Regions from separate parts of the Mus musculus genome. Here regions 1, 2, 3, 5 and 6 are each linked to region 4. A link is a contact called in public HiChIP or PLAC-seq and promoter capture Hi-C data. All regions are on one chromosome and are shown on one strand. Each heading gives the region's core, a stretch centred on a gene start, on an enhancer-like site or on the middle of the called end of the contact. The rest is flanking DNA. Distances are from core to core; before and after follow the strand shown.

Region 1 (4,703 bases), core at 265-2,764, 1.2 Mb after region 4:
ATATTTAAAATGTGGTATGGCATTCTGCTCAACAATTCTGAAAAGCGTCCTGACTGATCTTCATGATGGTACTTCAAATACTGATATGTTCTTATCCCTATTTTAGAGGGAATTCAGTCTCAACTCTGTCAAGGACACAATATGAAGAGGTACCAGAACAATTATTTGACCCCAGCTCTTCTGACGCCCACTTAGTGCTCTTTCCATTACAAGGCAATCGTTTAAAAACATGCTTAGCATTCAACAAGCCTAACACCAAAGGATTTAAGGATCAAGTAGGTTAAATCTTAAAACTCCACCAACACCAGGGGTTGGAATCAGTTCAAAAGGAGGGAGAAGAGATTATCAAGAAACAGGAAATTATTTGAAGGGGTGGTGGTTTGTAAACTAATGAGCTTGGGTGCAGCATAGCAGAACGACAGTATTCAAGTAAAAATGCAGAGACATATTTCCCCTCTGAAACGTGATCTTTCCACGTAGGCTTCAATTTTTTTTTTCTGTGGATCTGGGATATATAAACTCAGTGATAGAAACACTGGCCTAGTCCTGCAAAGCCCAGGTTTGACCCCCAGCACTTCTAAAACAAGCGAACAAAAAAAAAAAAATAGATTGTGTGTTATTTTATTAGTCTGAGATTTTTTTACTCAATAGACACTCTAAAAACAACACGCCCAACTGGGTACAATCTATGTCACGTTTTTTCCCATTAATTACGACGTATACACTTCACAAAAAGCCTATTTAAAAAAGGAGAGAATTCAGCATCCACTGCTGCTTGTACCGCACGCAGGTAAAGGAAAAGGCAAAGAAGGTGGCAACCCCCAAAACGAAGGTCTTCCTGGCCAAAAGCATCCTTAAGAGCAGGACAAAGGCTCGAGTGACACACAACCGGCTCAACCTTAAGGACATAGGGACATCACGCCAGGTGGAGCAAATGTACCCACGGAGAAGCCTCGGCAAGGGGATTCCTAAGATGGCTCTCTGAATCCACGCACGGCATGCGTTCCTCCCAGTGCAGGGGAAACACATATTCCGAGCGTGCGAACACCGCACCCGGGTGCCCTCGCCGAGGAAATCGAGGCACCGGTCGCTGGCCGGGAGGGGCCGTACACGCCGCAGCCCCGCGCAGCCCGCAGCCCTGCGGAGGCCGCTCGCCCTGTCGGCGACCCCGCCCACGCTCGCTCTCTCGCCCGCCCGCTGACAGCCGCCGCCCCCACCTGCCCCTGCGCTCGCTCGCCCTGCACGCCCGCCCGCCGCTTCCTCCCTGCCGGGCCCGCCTCGCGCGGGGGCCGGGGAACGAGGCGCCGCCGCCCGCACCCACCGGCATCATCGCGGCGCCGTCCGCCGCGCCCGCGCCGCCTGACAGGACGCCGCTCCGGCCGCCTCACAGGCCTCGCACCCGCTGCGGCGCCCTGCGGCCCGGCTGCGGCGAGGCGGCAGCTGCGGAGAGCCGCGCAGCCCTCGCTCGTCCTGTCGCGCCGCCCCGCGTGCCGCGTCGCCGTCCCTCAGCCGCCGCCACCGCCTCTGCCGAAGCCGGCCGCCTTCCGCCACCCACTCGGCTCACCCCGCAGGCTGCGGAGGCCCCGCCCCACGCGTCGCTCCCCCACCCGCCTACGCCACCTATGATTGGTCCGGTGGGGGTAGGCGGGATAAGAGGGCGGGGCTTCTCCGCCGCGGCCAGGTGAGAGCGCGCTCGTGCGCGTCTGCGCTCTCGGCGGCGGGGGAGGGGCGCGCTGCGGACGCCGACCCCGCCCCTCCTCCTGCATACCAGCAAAGGGGGCGTTGGGGCGCCCAGGGACCTCCGAACCTTGTGTCTGCGAGACTTCGGCTCAGGGTCACCTCGGACGAATAGGAAGCAAAGGACAGAGAGGAAAGGGCGGCTGGGTCCGGCCCACAGTCGCGACCGGTGGAGACTCGAACCTCTCAGGTCCGAGAGGCCAGTGGCGAGCTGGCCACAGACCAACTCTGACCGTAACATATACCCTAGGTGTCCAGCGCTATGCGAGGCTACAGGCCGGATCCTATCAGGCGGGCACAGGGTGTCCCCGATGTGTCTGCATCAGCCGATTGCATACCGCTCAGTGTCCCGGGCCCCAGAGACCTGGGACTCTGCCCCCGCTTCCACCGCGGGCTGAGCCATTGAAGCCTTCCTGGACAGGACATACAGGCTCTCAGCCTCAGCCCTTCACACGATCCATCCCAAGACCGAAGGACCCATCCCCACCTGTGTCAGTATCCTTGGAGATCCAGCTGGAACGTCCCAGGGCAGAGTCCAATCTGTACCTTCAGGGTCCAGGTCTGTCCTTAGAATGCTGTCTCCTGTGTCATTTTTCCCTCCAACTAGGGAGCCTGAGTGACAGAGGGTAGAGCAGGCCCCAGAGCAGACCCTCAGCAGAGGCTGCCGGGTGGGCAGGCACCCTTTCTGAGTACTCCACATTGTGCCATTTGCCTGAACTCTGACAGATGAGACACAACGGCTGATGAGCTGCACCGGGCTTAAACTTCCATGAGATTCCAGAAACATGAAGACAGCTGGATGACCCCAAACACAGAAAGGGTAGATCACCTTGGGAAGTACCCAACCCCTGGAGAGGGCAGCAGATGTTGATCAGGGGCAGTTTATAGCCTGTCTGGTTCTCTGAGTGGCGGGAGGCTGCTGCTAAGTCGGGGCAGAGAGAGGGAGGAGGCCAGAGTTACACCAGCCCCCTTATGGGCAGCCACACCTGAGCTTAAGAGGCCATGGGGGTTAGTGATTGAGAGCGTGGACTTTCCAGTTGAACAGACTTGGTTCCACACCACTGCTGACACACCCTCGCTGTGTGATCTTCAGCGAGCTCATATCTGTCATAGGATGTGGTAGGATAATAGTACCTCTCTCTCAGGTGTGATGTATGAATACTTCGAGCAGTTTGTGACACGTGCCAGCTGCCCTGTGAATTCTGTAGTTACGTTATCGTTAGCAAGCAGGTTTGGTGTAAAAATGTCCCTAGGGTTTTAAGACTGAATACATGTGGACCATGAATGGTCAGTGACACACCCTTTCTGGGAACAGGATTGAGTGGTTTCAATCAGATGTCAAGAGACCTGGGTCCCAGTTCCAGCTCTGCTTCATTTCCTGCGAGGTCTCAGGCAGCTCATAATGTTTCTCTGAGCCTTGCATTTCCCATCTGAAGCAGAAGCAGGCTTAGATTCCATCGTCTCTGGGGCCTTCCAGTCCTGATGCACTAATGTCCCTGAGCTGTAAAGGGATAGATGCTTGTGCCCAACAAAAGACAAGCCCAGAAAAATGTCACCCACTCTCCTGAGAGGACCTTCACTACAAGATCTTACCGGAGGCGGGGGGAGGAGAAGAAGAGGTTTTAGGGGAACTGGAGAGATGACTCAGTGCCAAGAGCACTGACTGCTCTTCCACAGATTTGATCCCCAGAACCCACATGGCTGCTCACAATTCTGTGTAACTCCAGTTCCAGGGAATTACATCCTCTCTTGTCCTCTTCAAACGGGCACACACACGTGGCACACAGACATATACATAGAAACAAATACAATTTTTTTTATGTATGTATATGGTCTGTGTCTATTGATGCAAACATGCATTTATTTCATCTATAAAGTCTGTGTGTATTGATGCATACATGCATTTATTTCATCTCTAAGGTCTATGTGTATTGATGCACACATGCATCTGGAGGCTTTAGCTGCCTGGAGCTGAAGTGACAGGCGGCACTTGAGCGGCCTAACCTGAGTGCTGGGAACCTTCTCAGTTCTCTAGAAAAGCAGCAATTACCCTTAACCACTGAGCCATCTCTCAAGCCTCTTACTCTTAACCTGCAGAACTTATGGGTACAGAATGGCAGCTGCCTGGCTCTTCAGTGATGCCCCATGTGTCTTCCAGAATTGCCTCTAGGTAGTACTTACCAGGCCAGGCTGGCCAGCAGGTTCTTTCCATCCCAAAGGTCACATCATATTCAGGCCCCATCTTCTTGTGCCTCAAAAAAGACATTTATAATTGCCTCCCCACCCCATCCCTGACTTTAGCATCCACCAAGCTGCAACCATTTCCCACAACTCCTGAACACAGACACAGATTCACCATAATCCCTTTAGCATCTCCCATCGTCTACACCAGGGTTCACCAGAATCACATTAGTGGTGGAATGCAGGCATTAGGGTTTATAAGATGCCCAGATTGTGTGAGAGGTCTAGAAGAGAGTTGGTGCCAGAGAGAAGTGAGGCACGGCTGAGCTGTGACTGGTAAATCTTCAGTAGTCTTACGTCGGGATGAGGAGTCTGTGGGGCGTGTGTACTCTCCTCTGTTATGTGCCTTTCTAGTATTGTATACTAAAAATGGTTAAGTATCCTTCAAAGCAAATTAAAATGCCCTTGAAGAAAATTAGCATATACTCATATTTGCATAATGAAATTCAGGCAAGGTTCCACAGAATACAGGAATGCCTGCAAGTGGGAATAGAAACCCGGAACACCAGGGACAGATATAAGTCGGACTTGGCACAATTAGGTGACTTTTGTTTTATAATAAGTCTTATCTTCAGAACAGTCTTAGAGCTAAATATTTACAACGCCTTTGCAGCCGCCCTCACGCGTACAGGGCTTGTGTTCCAATAAGCAGACTGACATGGAACATGTTGTGCGTGGAAGGTGTAGTGAGCGTACCTGCAAGCTATCACCTCAGCAGTAATCCA
Region 2 (4,492 bases), core at 460-2,959, 1.8 Mb before region 4:
GAAAGAAGGTGGCCTAGGAAACTTTCTAGATACCTTGGAACTGTAGTCTCAAAGAGTAGATAACAATAGTTGCAGATTGACATGATCGCAGAAGACAAAACTTGGGGATAGATGATGGTGGTCTAGTTAATGAAAGGTTATTTTCCCAACTAAAGGCATTGGAGATTGAACCCAGAGCCTGGAACATGCCAAGTTAGCCTTTTAACAGTTGAACTACAAGCCGAGCCCTATGAATACTACCTTAAAAGAGAAAGACACTAATTTACAAAGACAGACATTACAGACTCTGTTGTCACAATAAGAATGTCAACGTATTCAGACACTGACCACTTAAGGAGGCCAGATCAACCGGAGCTTTGAAGATGCTGAAGGGCAAGCTCTGAATGCAAACAGGTCACTGGGCACCCACCACATCTACTCAAAACCAGGGCATCACCTGAACCTGAGTCAACTAGATGAAATACATGCACAACATCCCAATCCAGACACACACCCTCCTCAAGTCTTCAATGCTCTCATATGAGGTAGGTGACCCAAACCAAACCACTGCAACAACAGAAAACACGCTGCTAGCCTAGCAGAGAAGGCAATACGTACCCTGGCTGTGTAGTCCAAGGGTGCTCAAGCTGGACAGCTGAACATATGAGACTGCCCAGCCAGGGTGGAGGTCTTTAATACTCTCCTCTTCCCCTTTCAGTTTCTTTGTTTGTTTCTTTTTTTTTTTCTTTTTTTTTTAGAAGAGACTATTGTTTTTCTTATCTGCTTTGCCACACCCTTTCAGTTTCACTTACTGAGGGGTTTCCTAGAAATCACTCAGGTTCCCAAAAGCATTTGAGCCATTTGCCCAGCTTTCTTCAAGAGCAAGTCCAGCCACTGGCTAGCTACTTGGGCCGTGGGAGGAGGCGGCTGAGGCCAACCAAACTCTCAAGAGCCCGGAGCTACTTGTCATTGCATTGCATCAGCTGTCCCTTTCTTCAGGTTGACCGCCATATGACCTCCCCACCCTCTTCCTTTCCCGCCCCCACAGCATCATTGCAATTGTGTGTAGTGTAGCGACAAATAGGACGGGCATATCGCTTTGTACATCACTGCCTTCCCGAAGCAGCCTTGCTCTGAAGTTGTGCACTGCAGCGGAAAGATAGGCTTTTAATGTTGGACATAGAGCTTGGTGTGCTATCATAAAACCGTGGGCAAGTAGCGTTCCTTCTCTGCTTCTCTTTAGGATTCCTCATCTGTGAAACGGGCACCAGGGGCTTTACAAACACTTCGTACAGGGCAAAGAGATCCTACAGGGCAAAGCCCAGGCGGTGGGAAACGATGACAGGCTGGGTGGGCGGCGCCGCCGCAGCCTCCCGGTCCCTCGTGGTACAGGTGCCCAGAGAACAGACAGCCCGGTTCCGAGCTGGATCCTCGGGGCGCGGCGCCGGGGCGTCAACCGAAGGCCCCGGCGCCACCTCGGCATCCCTCCCTCGCTCCCGGCGCAGTGACCACCCCCTCCTCACTTACCGGCGGCCCCCACTTCGGCCCCACCAGTCAGCACCCCCAAGTTCAGCCACCGGTACCTCTTGGGCGTCCGTGGAAACACCAGCCGGCTGGAATAACTTCCGGTCTCGGCATGCCGCTATTGGCTGTCCAGGCAGAGGAGGGCAGAGACCATCTCCGATTGGCTGAAATTGCTGGCGTCGTGGTGGAACGCGACTGGGCGGCCCGAGTGCTGGCCGGACCGTTGTAGGGGTGGACCAAGAGCTTCCGTGTGTGTGTGTGTGTGGTGAGCGGCGGGCCCGGGAGGGAGGGGGCCGGGATGTGGCGGCCGCATGCTTCTCGCTTCTTAGCGCCGGGCTCAGCTCGCCGCTTGCCTTCCTGTTCTTCCCGTTCATTCCTAGAGTGCTGTGCTCTGAACTCTTTACCCATTAGTGTTGACAGCTTGGCTAACTTACTCATCCTTCAAAACCCGTGTCTGTTTTTTGTTTCCCATCCTGTATCCATGGCCTCTGGGGCAAGATCCGTGTGAATTTCTACCCACATCAGATCTATCATAGTGCCTAACACAGAGTAGGAAACTAGGACCCGTGTGTTGAACGGGAAAATTCTGTCTTTAACTTTCCCAGTTCCCTGCCCCATCACCTTGCTGTCTGCAAATTCATCCAGATTGAGGCTTCTTGGACAGTGAGCTAAGCACACAGGACACCCTGCCCCATGTATCCGTGCTCCCTTTAGCTTTTCAGTATTCGACTTCAGTCCTCAGTCCTCTTTTTCCCCCATTTAGCCTCTTCCTCTTGGTTTCACCTCCCCCCCCCCCCCTTTCTCATGGCATTTTTTGGACTTGGGTACAAGATGGCTACCATCATCTCCTAAACGGTGTGCATCTCTCTCAGCCGTCTCCCTTCATATATGTTTTCTTGACTCACCCTTGACTCCTCTTCATTGGTATTGGTTCTGTTTTAGTCACAGTATTGTGAACACCTTAGTTCCCTCAACCTCTTCAGAGCGTCACACTGGTGTAGTCTCTCTGAGACCTGTCTCAGCTCCAGAAAAAGATGCAGTCTTGGGCCCAGCTACCCTGTATCCTTTTCCTTTTGAGTTCACAAGTCCACGACATCGTCTGGCTCACGAGTCAGGGATGTTTTTGTCTTTCTATGGCTTGGGAGTGTGATGAATGAAGGACATCATTTACTGTTTTGCCTACTGTGGCAGATGTTGAGTGAGAGAATGAAATCTATGTGTGGTGCATCTGGTGTCCAGTCCCTTGCTGTCGTTCATTTTCTATCCCCTGTGGAGCTGATGAGCCACACTGTCCTCAGATCTGCTATAGGCCTCTTTTGTGAGTCTACCCTGCAGATAACCGTGTAGCTTAAAACCCAGGCTGTGACCGAGCTCTATATAGTATGGTGGTGGGAATCAGATGGGTTTCATTTGAGGAACCAGGAGATTGGCCTCAACTCCCTGCTGAATATGTAGAGATCAAATTATTTGCAGAGCATGGGTCTATCTCTGTGTGGTTAGTCTCTAGTGGGATCTTAGTTTGGTTGGAGAGTGGAAAGCTGGTTTTAGAAGTCCTTTTTCGAAGATGTTTCTAAATGTGGACATTGTTACCTGCCTGGATTCAGCTGCTGGTAGGAATGATAGCTACAGGCATTGGATGATGAGCAGACTTGTATGGCAGTGGGATTCTTAGGGCAAATAATGCCATTAGGGGACAGATGTGGAAGGCTTTGAGTGGAATTTTGGAGCCCAGTGTGTGATCTGACATGGTGATATATACTTGTAATGCCAGCACTCTGAAGGCTGAGGCAGGAAGACTGGACTAAGACCAGCCTGGCTTACATAGTGAGTACTTGTAATGGGCTAGGGAGGTTCATCTGTTAAAGACACTTGTTTTGAAATCATGAAGACCAAAGTTTGGATCCCAGCACCCATGTAACAAGCCATTTCACACTTGCTTGTAACTCAACCTGTAAGAGGTCACAGACAGACTATGTCTCGAATAGATAGAAAGTGAAACAGCACAGGACTCCATCTTCTGGCCTCCTTGTATTTAGGAGAACAGGTTTGCACATTCGCATAGGCATGCATACACTTACACAGCAAACACACAAGCATAAAAAAAGAAGCGGGCTAGCTGGTCCATGGCCCAGGCTTGCACTTTGTCCCACTCCACCCTCTGCTGGCTGAGATATGCTCAGCATCCTTATTTTCTTTCTGTCTGTACTCACAGAATTAATACTGAGTTTTAGACCAAAGCAATTCTTACTGAGAACTAGCTGATAGAAATTTGTGAATGCTCAGAATTCCAGGAAAAACTTTTGAATGGAAATTTAGTACCCTGTGAACCTATGCATTTGGGGTGAAACAAACAGATTTGGATGCCATGTTTAGAATTGCTCTTGCCACAGTTGGGTTGACTGGTGACTTAGGACCCAACCTGGGCTTTGTACGTGCCCGGGCAGTACTCTGCAGTTGCTCTGTTTCTCTGGACACGGATTTTTTCTTTTTTTTTGTTTGTTTGTTTTTAGAGACAGGGTTTCTCTGTGTGACCCTGGCTGTCCTTGAACTCACTCTGCAGATCAGGCTGCCTCGAATTCAGAAATCCACCTGTCTCTGCCTCCTGAGTGCTGGGATTATAGGTGTACATCATCATCTCCAGGCTGAGGTTGTTTGTTTTTAAAGACTGGGTCTTGCCTAGGTATCCCAGGGTGTCCTTGAAGTCATAATCCTCCTGCCTCAGCATCACGAATGCTAGGCTCAAAGGTGGGTGCTGCCATACCCAGGTCCCTCTTGCCCTCGTGCTCTTTTTCTACATTCTCTTTTTTCTTCTCTTCTGCTTTGCAGTGCGGAGGGGCAAACCCAGAACCTTGCATGTGTTGACAAGAATTCTGTCAGCGAGCTTTAGCCCCAGCCCCACAGAGGTTTCCATTTAAAAAATTATCTGTAAAACCAGGAAGTGGAGGCCCAGGCCTTTAATCCCAGCACTAAGGAAGCAGAGGCAGAAGGA
Region 3 (4,103 bases), core at 1,505-4,004, 1.1 Mb after region 4:
AAGGGAGGGAGGGTCCTGCTGGCGCTGCTGCACCCTCGTAACTGGGCCTGACTCTCTTGTCAGCAGCAGTAGGAGCCAGAGAGCGAATCCTGAGTGCTATGAAGATGTGACTGTCGCCCTGTCCCACCCTTTGTCCACAGTCCCAACTACTTGGAAGGCTGAGACAGGAGGGTCACTTGCACCCAGGATTCAAGGCCAGTTTAAGCTACACAGCAAGACCCTGTATTTTAAAAACAAGAAAGCATGAATGTAGAGTTGGGGGTGTGACATGAAAGAGTGCCTTTTGACCACGTACAAAGCTCTGGAGTTGACTGACAGTGGCAAACAGAGAGAGGGCCAAGGGAGAATCAACTCTGAGTCCCCAAGCCAGGCCAGGGTAAGCAAAGAGGCGGATGGAGCCAGGATGCAAGCAGGCCGGGCCAGGCAGGAAGCAATGGGCGGCACACAGTAATGACCAAGGCCTACTGCTTGCTGCTTGAGGAGGAAACCAGTTCTGTTCTGGGCTTGCATTTACTTTTTACTTTCAAACCAGTTAGCAAAAGAAATTATTGCTCCCAGCACTGGGAGATGGAGGCAGGAGGAGCTCTGTGAGTTCAAGGCCAGGCTGGTCTACAAGTGAGTTCCAGGCCAGCTAGGGCTACACAGTGAGACCCTGTTGCAATTAAAAAGAAAGAAAAATGAAAAAGAAAAAAATAATACATTGCAGATATATCAAACTAGTTCACACAGTGGCAGAAAGAGCTGCCAGGAACATGCGGGCTGAGCAGCTCGCCCTCTGCAGCCACAGCCCTCTGGGAACTCAGGTGCCAAAGGTGCCCCTTGCGAGACCAACCAACCCCGCTTTGAAAAGGAGAGAAGCCGCTAGGCGTGGGTGGTGCAGAGAGTGCAGCTTGTTTTGCCCACAGTGCCTGTGTGCCCTGCTCACCACACACATACCCCTCTTAACCGCAGCAGTAATTCGGGGGTTTAGGTCCAGCTGATCCAAGTCCATTCCTAAGTGGTCTCAGCAGGGGCATGCAGAGCTGACGGTGACAGCACACAGCAGAGCTGACAGGCACACAGCGACGGATGGTGACACACACCAACTCAGACTTCCTGTGGGAAGGTGACACACAGGGCGGTCCGAAGCCAAAGTGTGGTTAGGTGTCCCACTGAGCGCCGAGGACAGGTGTCTCCCGGTCCATGAGAGCTAAGGATGGTGCTCCTGCGTGCACCGTCAACCCTGAGGAGGACTAGGCAGTCTGGAAGCCTAGGTTCACTCCAGATGTTGGCACAGAACTAATTCAGCCGTAGTCAACATCCTGAAGGTGTCAGTGCGGGGGGGTGGGGGTGTGGGGGTGGGGGGGGTGGGACAAGGTAGCTGCCCCTTGCTGCTCCCCTTCAACTTCCTGGGGCATAGAGGGGTCTTGCTCAGCATTCCCCAGCTTTTTGTGAGTTTGGGATTTTGAAGGATGGTGGGAGAAATTGAACCTGGTCAGAGAACAACAGAAGAGGCAGCTCCACCGTACCAGAAAGCACAGAGAAAGTCTCCCGAAAGGGGCCCGGAGGGGACAGCACCAGGCCAGTGTGAGGAAAGGCGTGTCCTACAGTACACTGCAATGGGTTCAAATGACAGTGCCAAGAGGCACTAAGGATGGGGTGGAGTGGCTCAGGAGCCAAGTTTGAGGAGGCCGAGGACGTGAGATCTGGTGCTGGGCAGGTTTGGTGGGCTGCCAGTAATCCCAGGGCTCAGAAGGCAGAGACAAGTTCCTCAGAGCAGGCCGACAGGCTGAATCTGTGGACTTTGGGTTCGTAGGGCAAGTGATGGAGGAATATATGTCAGACATCTGCCTTCCACACACGCACACACATCAGTACGGATGCAAACGGACATACACGTATGTACATACAACACACACACATACACCACACCACACAGGGCAGGAGGGAAGGGAGAACATGCTTTCAGACACAAAGCTCTGGCACCAGAACTCAAAGGTCCCCCAAGCCATCGCTACAGCGTCCAGTGGTGAACCAGAGCAATCACAGGGCTTGGTGGAGACTGGACAGAGGACATAGTCAGGGGCGGGTTCTATCTGTGCACCCGCAAATGCCAAGGCCTTGAGGCAGCTAACCTTGCTTTACAAAGTGCCACTGAGCAACTTCTACTTCAACACTGAGAACCTGTGTCTCAGACAAAAGCACAGAGCTCCATGCTCCACTTGGCCGCCTGCCTTCCGGAGAAGTAGGGTTACACCAGCTCATCCCTCCAACTGGGCTAGAGTGTGTCCAATTGTGTCAGAGAGAGAGCAAAGCTCCTGGGTAGCTGATTTGGCCAATTACCCAAAGAAGCTAGAGGGTGAGGCGCGCGCGGTGGCTCACACCTGTATCAGTGCGAGGAAGGCTGAGGCAGGACTGCTGAATCCAAGGCCAGCCTAGGCTACACGCACAATGTGACTCGTCCTTACGAACACCACAAGAAAAACAAAAGTCACAGATCAAATCTGCAGCGAGTGGTCACGCTGTGGCTGGCCTGGGACTCTAGTGCGGAAAGCAGGTCCCGCGCTCAGTTCGATTCCTTCAAACCCCGCTACGGGCTTGAAGGGGTGCCCCGCTGGGGAAGCTCGTTCTTGAGTCCCGACCTGGGGCGCTCGAAACCCACAGTGTCCTCTGTCCTCTCCCGCCACCCCATGTTCGGCCACTCGCGATCAGCTAACTCACCTCCCGGATCAGCGACCCCGCAAGTCTCCCGCGCGCTCCGCCCGCTCCTGAAGCCCCGCCCATCTCAATCTTCTCTTCCAATGAGAGGCCAGAGTCCGAGTCTGCTCCACCCAGAAGAAACGAAGAGGCGCCTACGTGGCTGACTAATTGGCCAATCCGAAGTCACACTCTCCCTAGAGGGGCGAGGGTGCCCCTCCGGTCTTCACCGCCGATTGGTGGCCAGCCGTAGGGGCGGGATCCTTGCACGGATTGGAGAAGGGCGACTCTGGGGCGGATACTACTCTCCGATTGGTTCATATTACGAGCTCTGGCTGCGGATTGGGCTTCGGAGCTGTCATCGTGTCTGCGGGCGGGGCGGGGTGGCGCCTTGTGTGGGCTCAGCGCGGGCGGTGGCGTGAGGGGCTCAGGCGGAGACATGTCCTCGGGGGTGGCCGCGCGTCGCGACGCCAAGAAGCTTGTGCGCTCGCCAAGTGGCCTGCGCATGGTGCCGGAGCACCGCGCCTTCGGAAGCCCTTTCGGCTTGGAGGAGCCGCAGTGGGTTCCGGACAAGGAGGTGCGTCCTAGCCCCCGGGTCCCCAACCCGAGCCGGGGCGTCTCCCGCCTCCGTCCTAGGGACGCTCGGCCGCGGCTCCCCTCCGGGCGTTCCCGCTGTCCCTTCTGCGCTGTGGGGCGTTTTCCATTCCTTGGCGGTCATTGGCTGCGCGGTGCGGAGCCCCGGGGAGGCCCGAGGGGGAGCGGTGGAGCGGCTCACCCGTGAGCCGTGCGCGAGTTTGGGGCTGGAGTGTGTCCGTGGGGCGAGGGTGAGGGAGTCCGCCTCCACCTGCCCACGGAGGAACGGTGCCAAAGGGTTTGCAATCTTCGAAGTTCTAAACTCTGCAAAGCTTGGCCACTTGGGAGAAAATAGGAGCAATTCACGCATTCCATGCGATTTTATTTCAAAGCAAATTAAATATCTTTAAAAGACACCAACGAAAGTACTGGCGACTTTGATAAACTTTGAAACAACTTTTCTTCATTTATTCATGTGTGTATGTGCCTTTGTCCCCAATGTCACAGCGCTGGTGTGTAGATCAGAGGATAATTTGTAGAAGAGAGTTTTCTTAAACCATCTGGGTCCCAGGGACGGAATTCAGGTCTCAGGTGTGGCGGCACGTGCCTTTACTTGGTGAGCTATCTTAATGGCTCGTGTAAATTCATCCATGTTTCTGTTTCTCTCCCTCCTTCCCTTTCTCCCTCTCCTTCCCTTCCTCCCCTCTCCCCCTCCCACCTCCCCGTCCTTGGCCTAGCACTCATAAGATCTGCCTTCAGAGTGCTAGGCATGCACTACCACACGCCTCTACCACACACTGTTGCTATGTTGTCCTCGAACTCCTCCTCCCTCAGCCTCTTGAGTTAAAGATGTG
Region 4 (4,169 bases), core at 646-3,145:
TTGGTCTCATGGGAAATTTAATATTATGGTTGAAGGTCAATATACTTTTTTTTCAGTTTTTGCTGGCTGAGGTGTCCCCTCCCAAAGTATATTTTCCCCCATTAACTAGAAATTCAAACTGAATTCTTTTTAGATAATTCAGGCTGTTATTTATCCTTCAAGATGACCATTATAAACATGTTTTTGGTACAAAATAGCATAGCTATGGGAGCTTGGGATTATCCACTGAACACCCCCTAGTATTTTTAAGAGTTGTGATCCATATTTGCATTTTATGGAAAAGACAAATTTGCATTCATAGGAAAAGACAAATAACAACAAAATGAAATTTAAAGTGCATTCTAGGGATGTATTAAGAAGACTTTTAAAGTCAGGTGATGGTGGCACATGCCTTTGATCCAGAACTCAAAAAAACACCAAAAGAAAAAAAAAAAAACCACCAAAAAAAAAAAAAAAAAAGGATTTTAAAGCTGGGTGTGTGGTTCATGCCATTAAGCCCAGCACTTGGTAGTTAAAGACAGATGGATTTCTGAGTTGGAGCCTAATCTCTGGTTGAGTTCCAGGACAGCCAGGGCTATTTAGTGAAATACAGTATCAAAAACAAAAACAACAAAAAAAGGATTTACTGTAGTGCTTTTTTTTTTTTCTTTTGCCAGTTCTACAGGATGTTAGTCAAATGCCTTATTACATCACTGGCACAGTTTCTACTGTGTCTGTACTTGCTTCCCACTACATAAAATGGCTATGATTTATACTTCTTTAGAACACTCCCCCTTGTGTACAATTAATTTTTGTGAGGTTGGAGTCTCGGTCTGTGGGCTCGGGTAGCAGCCTCCCAGCTCCGGGCTCAGGCATTCCTTCTGTCTGGAAGCACAGGTGCCCACAGTGTACTGGGCTCGCTCTACAGACAGGATTTCTCAGGGATAGGTCATTCTTCGTGTAACATTTTCTCCGCTCTAGAATTCTATTTTAACGTTTATCACTTTAGAAGCCTTTGTATTCCAGTGCACACACCCAGAAATCGAAGCATCAAATGGTGACTGTTAGGTCCTACTTTAATGTGTGCGCTTGCCTTCACCTAATACTTTGTACAGGATATTCAGCACAACTCGATGGTTCTCCTGGCAAACAACTTCAGGTTCCGTTTGAGGCTTTAAGAAAATCAATTAGCTTAACCTTTATTAAGAGGCACAGGAGACAGAAGTTCCGACAGAACCTACTTTCTCAAGAACAAGCCAATGCTCACCAGGAAGGTTTCAGGTGAGACTTGAAAACACAAGTCCTGTACATTCATGCGGTTCTTCCCACCCCGCCTACAAAACCCAACCCAACCCAACCAAACCAAACCAAACCAAACCCTGAGCTGTAATAAAGCCCAATCCATCGATATCTTCTGTGAGACGTAGAGGGGCTTGTCACCAGGCATCGGTACCCCGCACCCAAGCGGACCGTCGGAGTCCTCCCTAGCTTCCCAGGGAGGATCGCGGACAGCTGGGACATACACGTCCAAACACCGGACTTCACTGCTCGCCTCAGGCTCTGCCGGGACCACCAGCTGGCCAAGGCCAACGCGGTGGCGTCTCTTAGGGATCGGGTCCCTCAGCGAAGCTGCAGAGCGAGACAGGAGCCCCGCACCAACGCTCAGCGCGCTCGCTTCGACCCGCACCAGGAGGGCGGCACCCAGGGGAGGAGCTTGCGCACGCCCCTCCGGGTGGAGCGCGCCAGGTGAGCGCGCGTGCGCAGTTGGACCATTAAAAACTAGCCCGCCCCCTTCGCTTCGGCCCGCCTTCGTGGGGGCTGGCTCGCCAGTGGGCGGGGCCGCGGAGAAGGGGGTGGGGAGTGGAGAAAGCGAGCGGCCGAGGACGGCGCCTGCGCGGTGGGCGTGATCCGGGCACTTAGGGCAGGATGAACGCTGCTTTCCAAGATGGCGACGGAGGGAGGAGGGAAGGAGATGAACGAGATTAAGACCCAATTCACCACCCGGGAAGGTCTGTACAAGCTGCTGCAGCACTCGGAGTACAGCCGGCCCAACCGGGTGCCCTTCAACTCGCAGGGATCCAACCCTGTCCGCGTCTCCTTCGTAAACCTCAACGACCAGTCTGGCAACGGCGACCGCCTCTGCTTCAATGTGGGCCGGGAGCTCTACTTCTATATCTACAAGGGGGTCCGCAAGGTACCGACCCGGGCGTCACCGGGGGCGCGCCGGCGGCGCGGGCCGAGGCCGGGAGCTGGGCGGTGACAGCGAGGCCGGGGTGACCGGTGGGGGCGGCCGGCACTTGTACTTTTGAGTGGGCCGGTAACTCCGCTGAGGTGCTCCGGAGGAGAGGGGGCTTCGGGAGTGAGGCGCCGGCGGCAGCGCTGCCTCCTAGGGGAGGAGGGGGCTCTGGAGCCGGGTCGCGGAGATGCCCCGGGAGTAGCCGGTCGCCTCCTCCCCCGGCGGGGTCTGTCAGGTTCCGATCCCGCCCGGGAGCGGGCCTGCGAGTCCCCGGAAGAGGTGCGGCGGCCGTTTTAGGTGGCCTCGCTTCCCGGGAGGCTCGAGAGTCCTGCCCTGGGTGAGAGAACCGGGACGCGAGGCGGCTTGGAAAGGTCCGTAAGGCGGAACCGGGACAGGGAGGCGGAGGACTTGGAGACTAGGTCAGAAAGGACCTGCTCGGCACGCAGGGCTACTCCACCTGCTGCCGCACTGACACTTCTCCTGGTGTCAGCACTGTTTCCAAAAACCTTTCCGGGAGGTCGCCTGTCATTGTCTCCGCGGAGGGAACCGTCTCCCGAAAGGTTTTTGAAGAGGGTCATTCTGTCCCTTGCAGTGTAAGAGGGCTGAGTACTCAAGACTAGGGAGGTTGGAATTATGTTTTCAAATAGGCTAAGTTGCTTCAGAGGTGTTGTGTGTGAGCGTGCCTAGATTTATCTTGTCTAACGAGTCAGGCTATGTCCCAAACAGGGAGGGATAGGCCTTAAATGCTACTTTAAAGTAACCAGCCAAGAACTTAACAGTAATTCTGTGACGCATGCAATCGAGTTTTAAAATGTCTCGTTAAAAGCAGCAATTTATTGGCGCTTTTATTTTATTTTATTTTTTTATTTTTTGGTCACTGGCAAGAATTGCTTATTTTAACTTTTGACCATTGAGAGAGTAAGGAAATGTATGCACTCCATAGCACCTCCAACGGAATGTGACAAGGTGATGGAAGATTCACTTATAAATGTTCAGTTAGTGGGAAAGTACGTTGTCCATATTGAAGAGGACGTGTTCCCAGGGATGGCTATATCCAAAGTCAGCTGCTGTTTATGTTGCACTGTACGGTTAGGAGGACAAGGGAAGGAATGATGGTGTGCAAACGTAAGCTTGTTTCTTTGGTCCAAGGTGAATCTTCTGACTTGTCTTTATTCTTGTCAGTGAACTCCCGAAGCGTTTGGAAATAGCTGGTTGACTCTCCTCTCTCGGGGTTGGGAAAGTATCCAGTGGTTTGAAGAGTAGGAACTGAAGTTTTAGTGCAGTTCCCAACCCTGTTACTGACTCACTGCTGGCTGACCTTGGATACCTGGGAAACTTTCCTTTGCACTTCTTTAAAAAGGGAGGCTGCAGTGCACATGTTATAATTCGTAATAGCTGTGATGGCCATTAGAGTCCTGACACACTCAGGAGATGTAAATTAGAGTTAAAGCAAGCATTGAGAGGAACTGCCGTCTCAACATTCCTGCTCTGACTGAAATACCAGATTTTTCTCTGGAAATAAATGTAAGCTTATATTATCAACACCTACATTTGGGGGCTGGAGCAAAGGCTCAGCGGTGAAGAACCTGTACTGTTCTTGCAGAGGACTCCAGTTCAGTTCCTAAAACCCATGTTAGGCTGCTCACAGCTACCTGTAACCCCAGCTCCAGGGAATTGGATGTCCTTTTCTGGGTTCTGGAGACCCACTTACAGCTTACACAAATAAGTTTAAAAAATAAAAGAAATCTTAGAAAAATTGTAATTAGACCCTACCATGGTTGTGCATACTTGCAATCCTAGCACTCAAATTGTGATTTTTGTGGCCAGCCAGGACTATAGTTGGTAAGTTCAGGGCCAACCTGTGCTACAATTATCACTTTTGAGGCAAGCATGGGCTATATGGTGGGGTCCTCTCATAAGGAAAAAAAAAAAATCAAACCAGGTGTGTATGATA
Region 5 (4,409 bases), core at 778-3,277, 1.7 Mb before region 4:
GTAGAGGTCACACAGCAAATCAGCCCAGAACAGAGACTGGAACCTAGGGCTTCAAACCCTGTCCAAAGTTCTCCATTAGTCACATGACGAGTTCTGAGGCAGGATGGGAGGTGAGAGGGGACCCTGGGACAACTGTGGACCAACACAGTTTGCAGCTCTGACCATCAGAGTCTTAAACTGGAAGGGCTGCCCTGGCCTTTGACTGAACATTTCTGCAGGATGCTTTTTGTGGTTCTCAGACTCACGCCTTCTCACTCCCTGCAAGCCTCTTCCTGCTAACCCAGTGCTAACTTCATCTCCCCCAGCTTAGCCTGTGGGTCTTCTCCTGGAAGCTGTGGGGAATTCTTGTGGACTGTGTCCAAGCCCTGCTGACTGACTGCTGTCCCTCTCTCCCATCCACTCATTCATTCACTTATCCGTCCATTCACTCTCCGGGATGCTGCTACGGGGATGGTGCTAATGACGATACCCAGTACACAGTCAGTATTCTATAAATGGCAGCCACTGCAGGCCAACCAGATGCTCAAGGCCGAGAGAGAGAGAGAGAGAGAGAGAGAGAGAGAGAGAGAGAGAGAGAGAGAGAAGAGAGAGACAGAGAGAGAGACAGAGAGAGAGACAGAGAGAGAAAGAGAAAGTAAGTCCTTGTCCGGACTGCTTCACACTGAATTCTGCTCTTGGCCTATGTGGGTCCCTCACCTGACCTCCAGCCTATGAGAAGTTCTTACAGGCCATGGCCCCAGGCATCCCTGACTTCCCACTTCACTACTCAGGAGCCAGCACACAGAGCAGGCCACAGGAATGAACACATGTGAGACAGGAACTTGGGAGGGTCCTTGGTGCTGCTCAGGAGCCCCTCGCCCTGCGCCTGCATCTGCCACTGTGCTTGCTTTCCAGAGCCGCCCTGATTATAGTGAGCTGTGGGAAAATTAAGGGTTTGCAGGAGGCTGCCAGGCCCTGCTGCTGCCTCCCCGCCCTGCTTGTCACAGATGCCAGGCAGAGCCGTCCCCAAAGGCCACTTGCCCTACTGGGCTGCCCAGACACAGCACAGAAAAGGGGCTTCCTCCTAGAGACCTTCTCATAGCCTAGACTTGAGAGTAGCAAAGACCACTTACTCCTGGACAGTGGGGGAACTGAGGCCCAGAGAACCTAAGAGAGCATCCCATGGCCTCCAGGGGCCCAGGGTATTGGGACCTCAGGATAAGGGAATCCAGAAAGATGATGTCCCCCACATGTGCCCAGGGACTGCACTGGTGGACCAACCCTGGGCATCAGGGTTGCACACCTGCATGGCTCCTGTCTGTCTCTTGCAGCCAGCCCTTGCTCCAGGGGACCTTCCCAGCTCCCATCCTGCTCCCTCAGGAGATTCCGAGATGTCGCCCACGCAGCTCTTGCCCCAAAGGAACCTTGTTCTGATGGGGTGGGCACACACGAGGAATGAAACACCTCTAAACCAGGCAGGAAACGGAAATGCTAGGGGCAGAAATTCCCAGCCAACGTGCAGGGGCTCTGTGAGCAGGTCAGCGCCTGCAGAGTGGCCCTGCCTGCCCAGCCTCAGTTTCCTCGCCTGTCCATGGGGAGGACTGCTGGCGGCCTGCTAGGGCGGCCGGAGATGAAGGTGCCCGAGGCATGCGCGGGCCCACGCGCGGCCCACGCTCGGGAAGCGGTCCCTGGCCAGTCTCCTTCCGGCTCTGCGGCCTCTCCAGGGCCGCCCCCCGAACGGGGTGGGCTCAGCCGGGCCCCCTACACCCGCCTTCCGCAAGTCCTCAGGCCGCACGCGCAAAGCAGCCGCGGAGGCCCGGCCGCCCCGCCCCGCGCGAGGGCCCCGGGCCCCGGCGCCACCCAGGGCCGCCGCGGGCGCGCGCAGGGACCGCCCCAGCGTGGTGCCCGCCGCCCAGCCCCGCCCCGCGCCCTGCCAGCCCGGCTCTCGGGTACTCACCGCCCGGCGAAGCCGGCCCGGCCGCCGGCCACCCGTCCACATGGCCCCGGCTCTGCGCGCCCGAGCCCGCGGCCGGGGCTCCCCAGCGCCCCGCTTCCCGCAGGGAGCGCCCGCCCCCCGCCCCCGGCCCGGCTCCCCGCCAGCCCCGGCCCCGCGCAGCCGCGGCTGCTCCGGCGCTTCCCCGCGCCGCGCCGGGCAGGGCGCACGTGGTGGGCGCGGGGCGCACAGGGCGCGGAATGGCGGCGCGCGGGGTGAATGAGTCCCGCGCGCATGAATGGCGGCGGGCATGAATGGAGGAGTGTGGGGTGCAACGCCTTGTGTCCCGGGCCCTGCTTGGGGGTGGGGTACCAGCATTTAGTAGGTACCTGCTGTGTACCGGCCACTCAGGTCCCCAGGGACTGACTTGGCAGTGAGAGACAGGTCCCTGCCCTCAGGGACCTTGCAGTTTACAGACAGGACAGTGACTTCCAAGGGTGTAGTCCACTGCTCTGCCCTTCAAGTTCTGGCCGATGCCTAGCCCCCATACCTGTCATGGGTTCCTTAAACTGCAGCAGCCCCCCTATATACTTCCAAGACTGGCCTGTAAATCTCTGTCTGGGAGCTCCATAATAGTGGAGGGGCTCCTTCTTTCCAAGAAGTAATCCAAAAGGAATCATGACTTCAGGAGGGCAACTGTGACTGTGGTAGAGCATCCCTCTCTGGCCCCAGTAGCGCTCAGGACTTGTCAGGTTATTCTGGCCCTGGGTGAGACACTGGCATAGTGGTGCTGATAGTCCCAACCAAACTGGAGCACGTATGGAAGCTAACTAGCATAAGTCCCGAGAAACCAGGGTCCCCCTTCTGCCCCGGGAGCATCTTTCCAGTCTAGTAGAGTCAATCACATGGGGCCAGGAAGGATCTGGGGTGGGGGAAAAAGACAGCAGAGCCTACCTTTGGCTTCTCTCAGGGCCTGTGGGCTGAACGGTTGAGTGTTAATGGTTTCCGAGGGAGATAAGGGGATACTAGCAGCGACTACAGCACGTATGTTGACATTGTACTGTGGTAAACATACATGTCAAGAGTTAGCATTTTAATCACCTTTAAGTGTACGGTCCAGGGGCAGCGAGGACATCCATGCTGTCACGGGGCTGTCACCACCATCCACCCCTCGGCCTTATGTGCTGTGTACATTGCAGCTTCTCTCTCCTTTAATTAGGGGAGTAGCTGGTGCACTCAGGCACTGTGACAGCACAGGAAAAGTGTGCTGACAGCGAAGGAAGAGAGAGAGGCAATAAAAGTGAGTCTCCAGGAGGAACAGGCAGACACGGGGGTGGGGGTGGGGTAGAAGTTAGGAGTGTCCCTTATCTTCCCCAGGGACATTACTCTGTAATAGGTGTGGAAGGGGAGGGTTCAGTGAGCCTCAGGATGCTCCTCCTAACTCTAGGAGTATGGACCACAACTGAGGCAGGTACAAGAAGGCAGCCCTGGCCCACGGTGGCCAGCTTATGCTAACTTCTGACTCACTGTGGATGTGTCTCTTGCTCTGGGGATCTGAGTTAACCCATGCTGAAGTTAGAGGTAGCATGGGCCACCAATCCTGATCACTGCGGTCCTCCTGACAGAGATGGAACAGTCCTTAAAGTCCTACTTTCCCCCATACAGGCCTCCAAAGGCCTGAAGGGAAAAACAGAGAACACAGATGTAGCCCATAGAACTGGGTTCTGTCTATATTTCCTGCCCTGGGCTGTAGCCTTCCCTTAGAGATGGGTCCTGCTCAGGTGAAGCCAGAACGCTGTTCTCCTCTGCCCTGCCTCCTCTGCTGCCAATGCACAGATGGCTAGAGAGGAAGGGGAGGGGCCAATGGCTCCTGCCTGCTATACTTCGGAAGTCTTCAGACTCAGGCCAGGCTTGCTTGGGAAGGCTTCAACCTTCAACTCTAGAGTTGTTCCTAAGGTCTTGTTTCATCCCTCCCTCACTAGACTCCCTTCATCTCCCACCAGTGGGAGGGGACAGGGAGACAGCTGTCCCTGGCTGTGGGTCTTTTGTCCCTGTCACACTCCATGTGAAAGGTGGTACTGCTCCCTTTGCAGACAGTACAACGGAAGCTTAGAGGTTATGCCCCTTCCCAGAGGCCACTAGCAAGGAGAAAGCTGATCAAGGATTTGAGCACATCGTTCGTCTGGCCCAGTGCCCCTATCCATGTCTGACCTTCTCCCAGGTAGAGGAAAGCCTAGGGGTGTCACCTGAAGAGCATCCCAACAGTTGAGAGCCCAGGGCTTTTGCGTTCAGAACAGCAGAGCATAGTAACCCAGGAGGAACTTCCTAGAGGAGGCCTGTCTTCAGCTGGGGTGGACGTGGGGAACACTACCCCGTGTGGTAGAGGCCTTGGTCCTCAGTTCCTGTCCCCAACCCTCATCAGCTTTCCAGATGTCTGGACACTAGGGTTCCATAACTGTCCCAGCATACTTGTGCCATCTAGGGAGCAGAAGACCGG
Region 6 (4,221 bases), core at 958-3,457, 1.9 Mb before region 4:
CTACAGTCTCTTTGAGAGCCAGGTAGCCCTGCCTCACCCACCACTGAGATGGGTCACACCAACAGAAAGGAACCCATCTCCCAACTCCAAAGCCACTGACCATAGACAGGGCAGCTCACACACCTTGATTATCCGAGGACAGGAAGAGGAGCCGGCAGCACAGGTCTGAGAGTGGTGACAGGTCTGTCCTCTCCTCGTAGACACTACCTAGTGATCTGGCATTTTTGTCACATTGACCCATGCCCTATCCAGAACCAAGGGGCTATTGTGGCCTCCACATTTGAGACCCGTTCCCTCACAACAGGGAGAGACCACAGGTATTCCCATCCTTCTACCAGACAGCTTTCTACCAGAAACCAGTCAAGTCAGGGTGCTTGCCATTCTTTCAGAGAGTTTAAAAGCAGGATAGGATGTGTCCTGGGCCATGCAGGCACACCCATGGTATGTTCTTCCTCTAGAAAGAGGCCGCACCATCATCCTGTCCTTCAGAGAGAAAGGACCAAAGCCAGAAGGAACCAAGCGGATACATTAGAAGGCCCAATCCCCACGTGTCTTGAAGCTTGTCTGACAGCATGCACTGAGCAGAGCTGGGAACCTGGAAGGCAAGCCTGGGGCACAAGCAGACTGTTGTCTGCCCCGCAGCTGCCCTACCAAATCAGAGAGGCTAAGTGTGTGTTTCCCACTCCACGCCCCATTTCTTTCCTTACTAGATGATGAATCTTACTCTGTTGGTGACCTCCACCTCTATTCAGCTGAAACCTCAGACGTGCATGAAGTCAGTGCTTGACTTCACGTAGTTGGGCACTCTCTACACACCCTGGGTGAGAATGCAGACCAGGCTGGAGACAGGGCACATGACCACCCTGAGACAGGCTGGTTGAAGACAGATGGGTATCCCAGGCAGGGAGGGCCTACTTGAGCAAGTGCCCATGGGCTTGTGGGACAGTGGGGGTGCTCAAAGTCTCTATGCAAGCCTGGCCTCAGGGTGAATATATGCTCCCCAGATCAACTGTATATCCCAGGCTACAAATGGAGGTAACTCTGGCCCTGGGGAAACTGCAGTACAAGGGGGTCTTGGCCACGGCAGGAGTCCTGGCCATTGAAGATGCCCTCACCTGCCCTGTTACAGCTGGGGCTAGCATGGGGCTCTTTCTGGGTCTCTAATTCTCCACCTGCTTGTGGAAATCTCTGTGGCCTTCCCACAGCTTACAGAAGAAAGACTTGGTGACAGTCTGGTGGTTCTCAAGCACCTAGAGGGTACGTCACTGCTCAGGGAAGGCATTCTGCCAGACAGCAATGTTCTCCATCCAGGAAGAAGCAAGCACGGATTAAGCACCTAAGGCCAACTCCAGCCTATCACTGTTCCAGGAGAGACCTTTCCGGGTAGGGCTATGAAGGATGAAGACAGCAGGACAGGTGGATGAGGAGCCAGGTCTGGGCCTCAGAGCTGAACATATAACCAGCCAGACCACTACCACCTCAGTCGATTCACCTGGAATCCCAGCGGCTAAACCAGGCTCTATTTAATACTTAGTAAATAAACTAATCCTCTAGGCAAAAGGAAAGGCACTAAACGTTCAACAGGTCCGCACGGTAGTGTCATGGGCAGACCTAGCCTGCTCTCAGCTTCGAGCGCTCTTCAGTCAGGTTGACATGACCATTTATTTGACCACCCGGTGGACCGCCTCCTCCTCTCCTGAGCCCTCCAGCAGCTTAAAGCAATGCATGGGAAGTGCTGGGCGCCTGGGGTCGGGCCAGCCTTCTAGGAGGTCGCGCGGTGTCACCAGCCTCGCTCAGACAGCTGCGGGAAGGGATCAGTAGGCTGCGCGCCCGCATCCTTCTGTTCTGTCCCTGCCTCCGGCCAAGCCGCGGTGCTGCCAGGATCCCCAGACCTTGCACTCAGTGCGCACGGAAGGGTCAAGAAGACACCTGTCGCCGCGTACCAGCCAGAACGCCCGCCTGGCATGCCGGTCATCTCCTTACCTCCGGCGCATCCAGCCAGGAAGTCGAGCGCCATGGCCCGGCCCGGCGAGCCGGCTGTGTCTTACTACTCCTCGGGCCCGGCCCGCGGTTGGCCGTCGCGACTCCTGCTATCTGGCCTCCGGGCGCGCAGCCGGGTCGGGGAGGCGACTGGATGGCGACTCCTAGAAAAGCACTCCCCTGGCGTCCAGCTTGCCGGGCCTCACCTCGCACCGCTCGCACCGCCCCGTCGGCCTCAGCCCCCGCGGGGGCAGAGCGCAACCAATCGGTAAGCGAGGCACGGACACACCCCGTGCTCCGGGTGCCGCCGCCAAGTCTCATTGGCTGGGCGCGCCTGGAAGGTGTGGCCTCGGGCGCGGCGGGCGGGGGTGCCTCCCGGCTCAGTAGACAAAGACTGTGCTTCTCGGGCCCGCCCGCACGGCGCAAGGAAGGGGCAGTGCGGTGGGCACACTGCACACTGGAGCCCAGAACCTCCCAACCGCACGGTCCGAAGGGCGGCGCTCGATCTGCTTCAATCCTCGGACCCCTCACGGTATTTGGATGCGACTCTCCTGCTCAACCTCATCGTCCTTGCCTGTGTCAAGAGGACACAGTGGCGAGTGCACACGTGGAACGCCGCGACTCTCCCAAGGCCTACTTTGGTCTTGGACTCAGCTTGCTGGGAAAGTTCGAGAACGACCGCCCACTTGGAGGGGCCTCTGAGGCCCCGGATCTTCTTAAGCGAACGCGCAGGAGTACTGAGGACCCAGTGCACCCAGGCAGAGACAGGGACTTGAGTTTGAAGGACGTAGAAACGTTTTCAAACAGAAGGGGCCTGTGGATGGGGCCTGAGGATGGAAGGGTGCCGCCAAGCCCGACGTGTTCCTGGGAGCCGCCAGCAGGCCAGATCAGGGGCGCGGGCATCTGACTGCAGCTCTGGGCCTTGGGACAGGGTGAGCTAGGTGCAGGACAAGGAGCAAGCAGATATTCCAGGCTTGGAGAGCATTAAAGTTGAGGTGGGCTAAGAACCCGACGCGCCGCCCCCCACCCCCCCAGTTGCTGGTAATATCTACAACAGCAAGGAGTCTGGAAGCAAGTCCAAGTGATGGATACAGCCATCACTTACCGGGCCTCTGCTGGTCGTGACTTTCTTTTAAGCTGAGAGTGGAGTAACAGACTCCTGTGGTTACTCGAACTCTGCTCTTGCCTCTCCCCTCCCTAAACTGGGCGCGGAGTTGTGGGATGGCAGATCTGATGGAGGGGCAGCTCTGAGACCAGGGACCCCAGTGTTGTTTGAGAGGTGGTGTTTATCCTTGGAATTGAATGGACCCTTCGTGAAGCCGACACCCAAGTCCAGGCCTGCTGACCCCTAGTCCAGTGCTTGTGGTGGCTACTGGGCCCTGAACTAGGGGTCTGGAGACCTGGGTTTGATCTCCACAGGCTTTGAGTCATCTGGATGCCTTCTAAAGGCAGGTGGTAAGAGGAAGAAGGAAGTACACACTGGAACTGGGGTGATTGTAGGATCCCTCCTGAGGCCTTTGCCATTAACCCCAGCAATCCTCCTGCAGGGACACAGCCATAAGAATACCCTGGGGTCCGGTGGTAAAGCTCGGGTCTTCACGCCTCCACCCTGGTTTCTGGTTCTAAGAAACGGGAGGGCATCCGATGAGACAAGACGGCTCTTTCTGCCTGTGGCTTCGAGACAGGCTCTTGATATGTAGCCCAGGTTGGTCTTGAACTTGACACCTTCATGGCCTGCCTCCTGAATGATGACACCTGGTTACCTTTTCTTTCCCTGGAGGTGGAACTCGGGGTCTCATGCATGCTGGGAAGGCAAGAGGAGAACTTCCTGAGCCTCATCTCTTCAGCCCTTGTTCTGTGTTGAAGGGAACGTGCGTCAAAAAGCCAGAGAGAGGAAGACAGGTAGGAGCGTGGGAGAGCCTGCCTTCATGCGGATGTCATTCCTGGCATTAGCTGTGTGGAGCTCTGACCCCCTCTACGGAAGGGTTCAGGAGCCTCATACACACACATGGGTACTCACTCCATAGTTGAGCTGCAGAACCATTGGAGGGACTAGAGACCGACCCTGTAGAGATCCTGTGGGACCCTGTGGGACCCTGTGGGACCCTGTGGGCAGAGCTTGGGTGGGCCAGTTGTGGCGGGCCGGTATTGTGTCTGGACTTACTAGGTTTGGGGACAAAATGCGTGAGGGAATGGAAGGCTAAGCTAAGGTTGCATGTCACCCTGGGTGGGTCAGGATCT

What was found. Promoter capture Hi-C pulls out the DNA fragments that hold promoters and counts their contacts. HiChIP or PLAC-seq counts read pairs in DNA pulled down with a chosen protein or histone mark.
Region 1: a contact with region 4 is called in a promoter capture Hi-C map of liver, with 6 times the contacts expected there. The contact joins the promoter of Ppp1r13b here to the promoter of Wdr20 in region 4.
Region 2: an H3K27ac HiChIP or PLAC-seq map of extraembryonic endoderm stem cells shows a contact between it and region 4, with 7 times the contacts expected there. The contact joins the promoter of Wdr25 here to the promoter of Wdr20 in region 4. A contact is called at or near these places in 3 of 39 promoter capture datasets (the 3T3-L1 cell line, cranial neural crest and hippocampal neurons), 4 of 115 datasets of contacts at active chromatin or transcription factors (embryonic limb bud, extraembryonic endoderm stem cells, forebrain and 1 more) and 1 of 9 other capture datasets (liver).
Region 3: a promoter capture Hi-C map of pre-B cells shows a contact between it and region 4, with 2.6 times the contacts expected there. The contact joins the promoter of Xrcc3 here to the promoter of Wdr20 in region 4. A contact is called at or near these places in 3 of 39 promoter capture datasets (cranial neural crest, liver and pre-B cells).
Region 5: a promoter capture Hi-C map of pre-B cells shows a contact between it and region 4, with 7 times the contacts expected there. The contact joins the promoter of Begain here to the promoter of Wdr20 in region 4. A contact is called at or near these places in 2 of 39 promoter capture datasets (hippocampal neurons and pre-B cells).
Region 6: a contact with region 4 is called in an H3K4me3 HiChIP or PLAC-seq map of embryonic limb bud, with 9 times the contacts expected there. The contact joins the promoter of Slc25a29 here to the promoter of Wdr20 in region 4. A contact is called at or near these places in 5 of 39 promoter capture datasets (cranial neural crest, hippocampal neurons, liver and 1 more) and 3 of 115 datasets of contacts at active chromatin or transcription factors (embryonic forebrain, embryonic limb bud and pancreatic cancer cells).

The regions. Positions count from the first base shown.
Region 1 is chr12:111,906,541-111,911,243 of GRCm38.p6, forward strand. Ppp1r13b (protein phosphatase 1, regulatory subunit 13B) reads right to left here and starts at 1,515. Exons shown (of 17, transcript NM_011625.1): 1 at 1,322-1,515. The coding sequence starts at 1,330. It overlaps Gm51962 (a long non-coding RNA gene), which reads right to left. Exons shown (of 4, transcript XR_003950155.1): 4 at 3,949-3,989.
Region 2 is chr12:108,892,563-108,897,054 of GRCm38.p6, forward strand. Wdr25 (WD repeat domain 25) reads left to right here and starts at 1,710. Exons shown (of 7, transcript NM_177602.3): 1 at 1,710-1,751. It overlaps Wars (tryptophanyl-tRNA synthetase), which reads right to left and starts at 1,612. Exons shown (of 10, transcript NM_001164314.1): 1 at 1,507-1,612.
Region 3 is chr12:111,811,125-111,815,227 of GRCm38.p6, forward strand. Xrcc3 (X-ray repair complementing defective repair in Chinese hamster cells 3) reads right to left here and starts at 2,755. Exons shown (of 8, transcript NM_028875.3): 1 at 2,701-2,755; 2 at 937-1,095. The coding sequence starts at 991. It overlaps Zfyve21 (zinc finger, FYVE domain containing 21), which reads left to right and starts at 3,046. Exons shown (of 7, transcript NM_026752.4): 1 at 3,046-3,253. The coding sequence starts at 3,116.
Region 4 is chr12:110,736,105-110,740,273 of GRCm38.p6, forward strand. It overlaps Wdr20 (WD repeat domain 20), which reads left to right and starts at 1,896. Exons shown (of 3, transcript NM_027149.4): 1 at 1,896-2,173. The coding sequence starts at 1,925.
Region 5 is chr12:109,066,190-109,070,598 of GRCm38.p6, forward strand. Begain (brain-enriched guanylate kinase-associated) reads right to left here and starts at 2,028. Exons shown (of 7, transcript NM_001163175.1): 1 at 1,937-2,028. The coding sequence starts at 1,978.
Region 6 is chr12:108,833,669-108,837,889 of GRCm38.p6, forward strand. It overlaps Slc25a29 (solute carrier family 25 (mitochondrial carrier, palmitoylcarnitine transporter), member 29), which reads right to left and starts at 2,208. Exons shown (of 4, transcript NM_181328.3): 1 at 1,984-2,208. The coding sequence starts at 2,017. It overlaps Mir345 (microRNA 345), which reads left to right and starts at 3,305; the gene lies at 3,305-3,400.